3 separate regions of the Anser cygnoides genome follow, and regions 1 and 2 are each linked to region 3. The links are chromatin contacts, called in public Hi-C maps. All regions are on one chromosome and are shown on one strand. Each heading gives the region's core, a stretch centred on a gene start, on an enhancer-like site or on the middle of the called end of the contact. The rest is flanking DNA. Distances are from core to core; before and after follow the strand shown.

Region 1 (2,700 bases), core at 199-2,698, 140 kb after region 3:
GACTTGCAGAGGAATTAATCTATGTGTTGGGAGTTTCAGGAAGGGATGTTTTCATAAAGCACTTCTGCAGCTCCTGCATTTCTTTCAAGAAGGGGACATGCCATAGCAGTGGGGAGATGGTGAACAGCTCGTGGCCTACAATGCAAATGTTGGCAAAAATCAAGGAAAGCAAGGTGGGAGCAGTATCACTCAAGCTGTCAGATCGGTGAGCAAGCCTCATGAGCAAGCTGAGTTATGGCAAACTCCTGCTAGGAGGGGATTGCAGTAACTGAGCCTTGCTCTCAAACATTTATGTGTGTCCTGAGATAAATAAAGGCACAGCCTCTGTAAACTCCGCAGTGAAAGCAAACACCTTTGAACCTAACTGGTTACAAGGCTCTATAAACCATGGGCATAGCAGATGTTAACGACAAGATTTGTGCCTTGGTTTCCCATCTTGACGGAAACTGTCAGAGGCCTCCTGGCTGGCAAAGCCTTAAGGGAAAGGCCCTGGCCTAGCTACTGCAGGGCCACGGGACCCACACTGACAGGCAGCACAGGGCCTGCACAGGAATATGCCACAAAAGAGTAAAACCCGTCCGAGTCCTTGACAAATCCCTGGCCACGTGGGCCAGGCCTGCCTAAAACGGGGGTTGTGCTTCGTCAAATAAAAGGCATTCAGGTTATTTTAAGATCGTACCTCATGGGTTCAGACACAGCTGTGTGTCACACTGAGCTTTGTTTAGAAGCCTGGAGTGGATTATAGAGGCACTTTGGAAATCATGTGCTTATCAGAAGTTTGAATCAGCTCGCTGTCTATAACCAAGCTCAAATGATATGCCTCCTGAACCATGTAGTGGGGCAGCAAAAGAGCAGGGGACATGCAGGAAGGCAATGATTTAGCAGAATTTCACTCAGCATTCAGGCATGCTAGCACACCTGAAAATAAGGGATACATTATTAATTAGTTAATGTTTGCAAAGTATTTTAACTCTGGAAAGTGCCAAGTGTTCTTCTTCATTAATTTTCAGTAAATATATGACTAAGCAGTATATGTAATAAGGACACAAAATGTGGTAAGTAGACAAAAGACTTGAAAATACACAAAACATTTAAAAAATACAGATGCTATTAACAGGGGAAAAAAGTGTTCAAGCTGGTGGAGTAAATATTGTGATGATGCAGCTAGTTATCTATTAACTCAGCACTAATGTGAGGACATGCCCGATGGCACTGACGATCAGTCAAGACAGCCAACGTCCTACAAGACCTGTAAAGCTGACCTCTGACACCTTTTCCCTTCCAGCTCTAAATTTGGCACAGCACAGACTCGGCAGACCTTCCCTTACCTTCTGGGGCTGCCTAACGCCTGCCTGGAGAGTTACATGCACTTCTGCAGCTTTAATAATGCCTGGAAAACTGCTTCTAGATCACGGCCGCCACCCCTGCCTAGCTGCAGGGAGGTGCGCTGACACAGGCCCGTGACTTAAGCTGCTGCACGCTCATCCCCTCCCTCTTTGTTCGCACATCCCCATCTGTTCCTTTCCAGTCTCTCAAGTGGGAAATAAACTGAGCTAGAGTCAAACTGTCAAACTCATAATATTCAAGTGGGTTGAAAGTCACACCAACAGAATTCACACAATCCATATTTCATTCAGCGCAATAAATATGCAGTCTTGCACAAAGCTTAGAAATCAATTATATTTTTCAGGAAGACTTGGAGAAACAGTAGGGGCACTTCAGTACAATGATTTCTTGCCTTCTTTTCCAGTGAAGTAACTTTTTAGTATTACGATTGCAACGTCTCACTTCCTGAAAACAAGATCGTAAGCGCCCAAGTCATCTGCTCCCGCCTTTAAGTCAAAGTCATGGTCCTCAGTTTACAACTACTTGGAAATTTATGACGTTACAAGTACAGGATTGTCACTTTTGTTGACAGCTAGCCAATAGGATCAAGTGAATTAAGCAACAAGCCATGTCCTTGAAATCCTTGGCTGTAAAGACAACGTGGTAGCCTTTCTAATTGAAGGGAACTAGTGTAGCCTTCACAGGTGGTTAATGTATCAGAAATTTGTCATATGCTCTGTAAAAATAACTGGGAATGGTTTTGTGGCTTTCTAAACATACTTTCAGTATTCTTTAAAACATTTTTATCTTTACATGTTGACTGTTCTGCACATGCAGTTATGTACACGTGATAGTTTCTGACCTACACTGAGGGTCCAATGATAAATCAACTTCCAGAGCCAGATATACATCTCATCCACTTCGACTTTACATTAATGCAGTCAAATGAGCTATGCCAAATTTCTACCAGCTAGAGAACACACAATGTACACATTGTGTATGCCACAGCATTTTTCTGTGGCTGCAAATTTTTACTGTATGTGGAAGAGTTGAAATTGGTGGGAAAATACCTATTGATTCCATTGTGCAGGGTGTAGCCATGGTGTATATCAGTGGAAAACAGCATGAAAGCTATCAAATAAGAAACAAGCTGTTTCTGGCCCTTCAGAACTGTATGGAATTTAGCATTTGTAGAAATGAATTCCTCAGCTACCAGAAATCAGCAAAGTCATGTTGATTTTCACTGGTTAGAGGTCTTGATCTGAGTCTGAGTCCCAACGGTCCTACTCCATCCAAGCAAAATCATGTCCCTGCAGCTGGCTCTACTGACTTATCAAAAGTATAGAAATTTTCACTGCATTTTAATGAACCAGC
Region 2 (2,700 bases), core at 44-2,543, 190 kb after region 3:
CTGTTATGACAGATGACCAAATAGTGCACAGGGAATAATTTATTTGACAAACAGGAGCTTTATTTTCTGTGATCCAAGCACTTTTTAAAGTTTTTAGATATTTGTGTTCCTCACTTGAAATGATGTGTTCAGTTGCTACAAGTAAGTGTTGGTTGTTAGCTTGTTCTTAGGACATCTGTGATGGGTATGTGGCATTTAAACCTGTTGGACAGAAGGCCCCTCTTTTTGCTTCCTGCGTGGGTATATGTAACTCTTGAATCTAGCTCATTGTGTAAAAGAAGATTCATTTTATTGTTCTTCCATACTTTCTAAATTTTTTGCAAAAACATTAAAAATAATGACTTCGAGTTTTGGTAAGCTCTTAGGGAACTTCTCTCCTAGAAGACTGATGGAAATTAAATACAAAAAGAGTACAGATGTAGTCAAGACAGATGGAACATTTATCTTTTTTCCCAAATACCTTTGTAACAATTTTTGATGTGTTTGCCTTTGTTTATACAGTCACATTCTCAACATTTTATGCCTCCAAGAGTTTGAAACAGCATGGTGTTTGGTGTCTTTCCAACAAAATTACTAGTGCAATTTCCATTATTTCACAAACAAACAAAAACAATACAAAGCAACAACAACAACAAAAAACAGCAGCTAAGCAAGACCAAATATATATGCAGCTGCATACTTAAGTACTCCCTTGGAGTATCTGTATAGCCAGCAAATACAAGGCACTAGCATCTGCTGTGGGAACATTAGGGCTTAGTGTGGACAAATTGGAACGGGCTGCGTGAGGCCGAAGTTCACGTTACTTGTGCTGGCGCCTCTGTGAGACACCTTGACTCCAGGTTATCTCTGAAAGGTACACATGCTGTCCAGCACATGCTCCCAGTATGCCAGAGATTAAAAAACAAAGTGTGGTGAGCGATGTAGTATGTAGCTACACTGAACTGTATTCCTTTGGCAAATACATGTCTTCTGATTTTGTGTAGAAAATGTCTTGCATGGGTAATGGACGGCATCACAGAGAAAAACAACACTAAATTCCTGATAATAAAACAGAAATAAAAGCGGTCAGTTAAGACACTGCAAACTGCGATTGACTTTGCTTCTAATCCTGTACACGCTGGCCCCTGCAAAAATCAGCTTTCCACAAACTATAGTTTGTTGTCCTGATGAAACTCATCCCTACCACGACTTGCAGTGCATTTGCAGTGCAATTACCTCTCCCTGCTGTTCTTATTTGTGCTAGCTGAGTGTGTCAAGTCAGTTCTAAGTAAACCAGAGAGGAATGCTGGTGGGGATGGGGCAAACTCCAGTTCCCAGGGGTCTTTTGCATATCCTTTGAGCTCTGTCTTGGAGCGATCCTCAGTGGCACAGAGCCTCATGGTAAGAGGCCTTTACACCTTGCCACAGTGGGGATGTATATGTACATTACACAAATATGCAAGTGTAGGAACGTCCCCCTGTCAAAGGACAGAGGTCCCAGCTGCAACAGGAGGTAGCCCTGGGTCACCGGCTGGACTCTTGCCTTCACAAGCAGCAATGCTGAGGAAGGCACATGAGGAGGAGCCTGCGTGGCCCCAATTAAAACAACAGTGTCCAAAACTTATAAAGAAAATATCTCCTGTGACCATTCCTACACGTGCTTGGGTTTTGTTTTGTGCTGGTAGTTTTTCTAAAGTGATTTCCCTATCATGTTCTCTGATGTTGCGTTTTACCTTGCTGGTTCTGTAAATATTTTCTGGCATGTCAGATAGCTGTTTGGGTGAGTCGCTAACAAAGTGCATATGCCACAGGGAACTTGCACTGGGTTGCTGTTCCAGTGAATGCACCAGCAGGAAAAATTTGTGTGGGTGGTATCTACATCGCCCTTTTACCTCTGTTTTCTCCTCTGTGGGCTCCACTCCCGACCCGTGGCATTCCAGCTGTGGGCATCGTTCTTCCTCATTGCACACCTACTTGCTTGAATGCAGACGCTTACTTTAGTGTCAGCTGTATGTCCTCTCATTTGCTCCCCATTCAGCTTGCCTTTAATGATTCCAGTACATGCAGACTTCTGCGTCAGTGCCTCATCCCCAACAACTCCACCTTCTCTGTTTTCTTCTTTCTCTTACTAAGACATAGTTGTTCACTCGTGTTAGGAAAGAACTCCTCTATTTCCATCACTACGTGGTATAGAGCCTGCTCAACAAACCCTTTCTAAATTTGGACGTAGACAGTGGTATCTCCCTCTTTGCTGGAAATGAACTAACAAAAACAAGTGCTCAAAGGCACATGTTTGTCGGTATGTATTGTCATGCAAGATGTATTGTAACAAAGAATTATTGATGAGCCTGCTATAGCAACCTGATTTCCTATTTTACCATTATCTTAATTCTTAGGAATTTTAAAAAGCATTGGCTTGGCCATTTTAAAATTACACAAGTACAAAAAAGTATATGCTGAGTGGTTTAAAAGAGTTCTTTTTAAATCATATATAAATTAAAAGCTGCTTAATTTAAAAATGTATTTTTGGCTAAGGTACTTAATGTTGAAAAGTGGTTACTCAGCATGCAAAGTACCTTAGGTACTTTTCATAAGAAGTTTTATGACAACACAAATTTTTAAAAATGGTTATTTACACAATAGATACTGATGGATAGCCATTATAGTTTATCAGATCAATAATCAATGTTCTTAAAAGTCACTTAATTCAAATACATAATC
Region 3 (2,700 bases), core at 149-2,648:
CGAGCAAAAATGAATATACAATGTAAGAACCAACTTTAGTGAAACCTGGAGAGAAAAAGCTAACAACATCCTGTACAGAACATCACAAATTCCTCATTTTACCAGTGGGCCAGAGTTAATCTGCAAACATTCATAGCAAATCCCCAACTAAAACAATAAAAACCTTTTAAGTCACATAGATGTATACAGAGATGAATAGACAATTAATGATACTCTCAAACTTTAGGAACTGGGTTGCAACTCATCCTGAGACATGAGTCAAATTGACCTAAGTCATGAGTCAAATTAGAACAGTTAAAATACTGACTTCACTAAAAAACAATGCAAACTATGACTCTGTATACACTTCAACAAAATCGTGGTAGGAACAGTGGAAGGCTGGCAAGGGCAAGTGTTTTAACTACCCCTTAATACACGGGCATGAACTTTGAAGTAATTTCTCAAATTTTATGTTGATAAAAATGACAAGCATTTTAAGCAGAAAGATGATATGCTGTCATGAAGTTGTGGAATAGAGCTTTTACTAATATGTTTTATATCTGTCTTTCATGAGTGCTATATGAAGGACATAATTACAAAATAGCAATATATAACTGTTTATCATTACTGATTGTTCCATTAATGTCAAGAAAGTTGAAATACTTATACACATTTTAAAACAATATAAAACAAAACAACACAGATGTACAATTGATTCTAAGTGTGTGATTTTCCACATGCAAGAACATAGCCAGCAAAATGAAAGACCTATTAAAAATAAACCTATCATCTCTTACTTACATGTAAGCATTAGCTAATTTGGGACCGTCTTTCATAGTACACGTCAAACCAACAACTTCACTAAGCCTTTATAAAGCCATATGCCTACAGTGTCAATTACAAAACCAGCTTCACGTCCATGTTAGCATATGTCTAAAATTAAGCCTGTGCTCAAGAACCCTGCTGAACATGTGCAGCACTGGTGAATCATTAACTGTCTGCTTGTGAGTCCCATCCCTCTGTAGAAAAAAAGAGTCAACCTCAGTCACCATGAAGAACTCTAATGAATAAAACAGACTAGTTCAGAAGCTGCACATTTAAAGGCATATAAAAACACAGTTCCACAGGAATTTGTCTGATTTAAGCATGAAGCTACTGCCAAAACATGTAGCATTGTCTTGCTCTATAAATTTTCAGCTGCTTGCTCCTGCTCCCTTCCTTACATTGACACATATTCCTATAAAAAGCTCCTACAGGACAAGCAGGACTAAGGACCTCATTGACACCAAAGTGAACCCCAAAGAAGCTGTTGACTGGTTGTTTCACAGTCCTCCATGTGGGGATGTGTGAATGCTGGAGTGGTGTGGGGAAGGACAAAGGGCAGGACCTACGTCTATAAGTGCCAAACCACACTTTTGTCATATGAAAGCAAACGCAGTATTGCCACTGCTGAGATTCTCTAGATGGAAACCACCATCTCCAGGCAGAATGTCTCTACTGAACACTGAAGAGTTCACTAGTCAGACGAAGATACCTTTAAGAAGCATTTCCTGAACAGAATTAAATATATATATATATGCATATATATCTCCAATGTGTTCTTTTCAGTCACTGTGAAATTTGAAAAGTTCACTGAAAATAAAATAAATCAAATTACTTTTATTTTTATATTATAGTGAGGCATCCCCTGAAGCCGCAGTATAAATCCTATTAAACTGAACTTAGCTTGTCCATCCCAAAAATAGATTTGACATACAAACACAAACACAAGGTCAAGGTCACAGATCAGCAAGAAAGACTACAAAGAGGACTGATGTAAGAGCTGGCATTTGATCAAAGCTCCTAAATTATTTATTTATTTAGTATGCTTACCAGAAATACCACATTTTCTTCACATTGGTGCATTACATGTTTTAAGTATTCCCCACCTTTGAGAGCAGCTGACCTGGGCTTATTTATGTTAACAAGAGATGTTAGGCAGGGTATCAAATAAACTAAGGAACGGCTCTTACGTTAAATGAAAACAAAGTGGAAGACACCCCTTTTTGCCATCTTTTTTCACTATTTAATACATACTAAATCAGAAATTTGAAAGGAGAACCCTCTCAGAAGTATAGGACATGGTAGTAAGACCACTGCTAAAGAATAAGATTCTCAAGTTTATAACTCTGAGTCACTTAATACAGCAACTGTATATTTGGATGTGCACTCCCAAATACAACATTCACTCATCTATCCTAACTAGCTGTGAGCACAGCATATATTTTTCAATTAAAAAAAAGAACCTTGTAACATAAGGTCCCTGCAGAATACAATCAAACTAACCTCTTCTGTAATCAGGACATTTGCCTCCTAGAAAGCTGCTTTAATACTGAACACTGAGTAAGTGAGCAGATTAAACACAGTAGCAACAGTTGAAAGACTCATTCAAACTCAGCAGCTGAAAATAGTTAACAATGGAGGTCATTTACTGATCTATCCATCCATTCACTCACTCAGTGATATGTTCCCAAACCTTTAACCACACACTGATAAATAATCATTGTACAGATCATGTCCACCAGACACACCTTCTGACACAAACAGAAGAAAGATGAGGAGTCTTGAGGAACACAATGTCATAACGTTCAAACATGTAACACCATCACAAAGTTTCTGTAAGTACATTATAACTAGCAATCTGAAGAACAGGATGGCTTGTACTCTGAGTCTCCACTTTCA

Evidence for each region. A called contact is a pair of places that touch in the nucleus more often than the background predicts.
Region 1: a Hi-C map of liver shows a contact between it and region 3, with 4 times the contacts expected there. The contact joins two enhancer-like sites. A contact is called at or near these places in 2 of 7 Hi-C or Micro-C datasets (both in liver).
Region 2: a Hi-C map of liver shows a contact between it and region 3, with 1.8 times the contacts expected there. The contact joins two enhancer-like sites. A contact is called at or near these places in 2 of 7 Hi-C or Micro-C datasets (both in liver).

Annotation. Positions count from the first base shown.
Region 1 is chr1:81,017,074-81,019,773 of Taihu_goose_T2T_genome, reverse strand. No RefSeq gene overlaps it. Among named protein-coding and RNA genes, the nearest start is that of NRIP1, 50 kb to the left of the region's middle. Within about 2 kb of position 1,448, at least 1 of the 3 cell types and tissues checked has open chromatin away from gene starts, as enhancers often do. A contact at or near this core is called in liver, where this site is marked.
Region 2 is chr1:80,966,519-80,969,218 of Taihu_goose_T2T_genome, reverse strand. No RefSeq gene overlaps it. Among named protein-coding and RNA genes, the nearest start is that of NRIP1, 100 kb to the left of the region's middle. Within about 2 kb of position 1,293, at least 1 of the 3 cell types and tissues checked has open chromatin away from gene starts, as enhancers often do. A contact at or near this core is called in liver, where this site is marked.
Region 3 is chr1:81,160,954-81,163,653 of Taihu_goose_T2T_genome, reverse strand. All of the region lies in intron 4 of NRIP1 (nuclear receptor interacting protein 1), which reads right to left. Among named protein-coding and RNA genes, the nearest start is that of NRIP1, 94 kb to the right of the region's middle. Within about 2 kb of position 1,398, at least 1 of the 3 cell types and tissues checked has open chromatin away from gene starts, as enhancers often do. A contact at or near this core is called in liver, where this site is marked.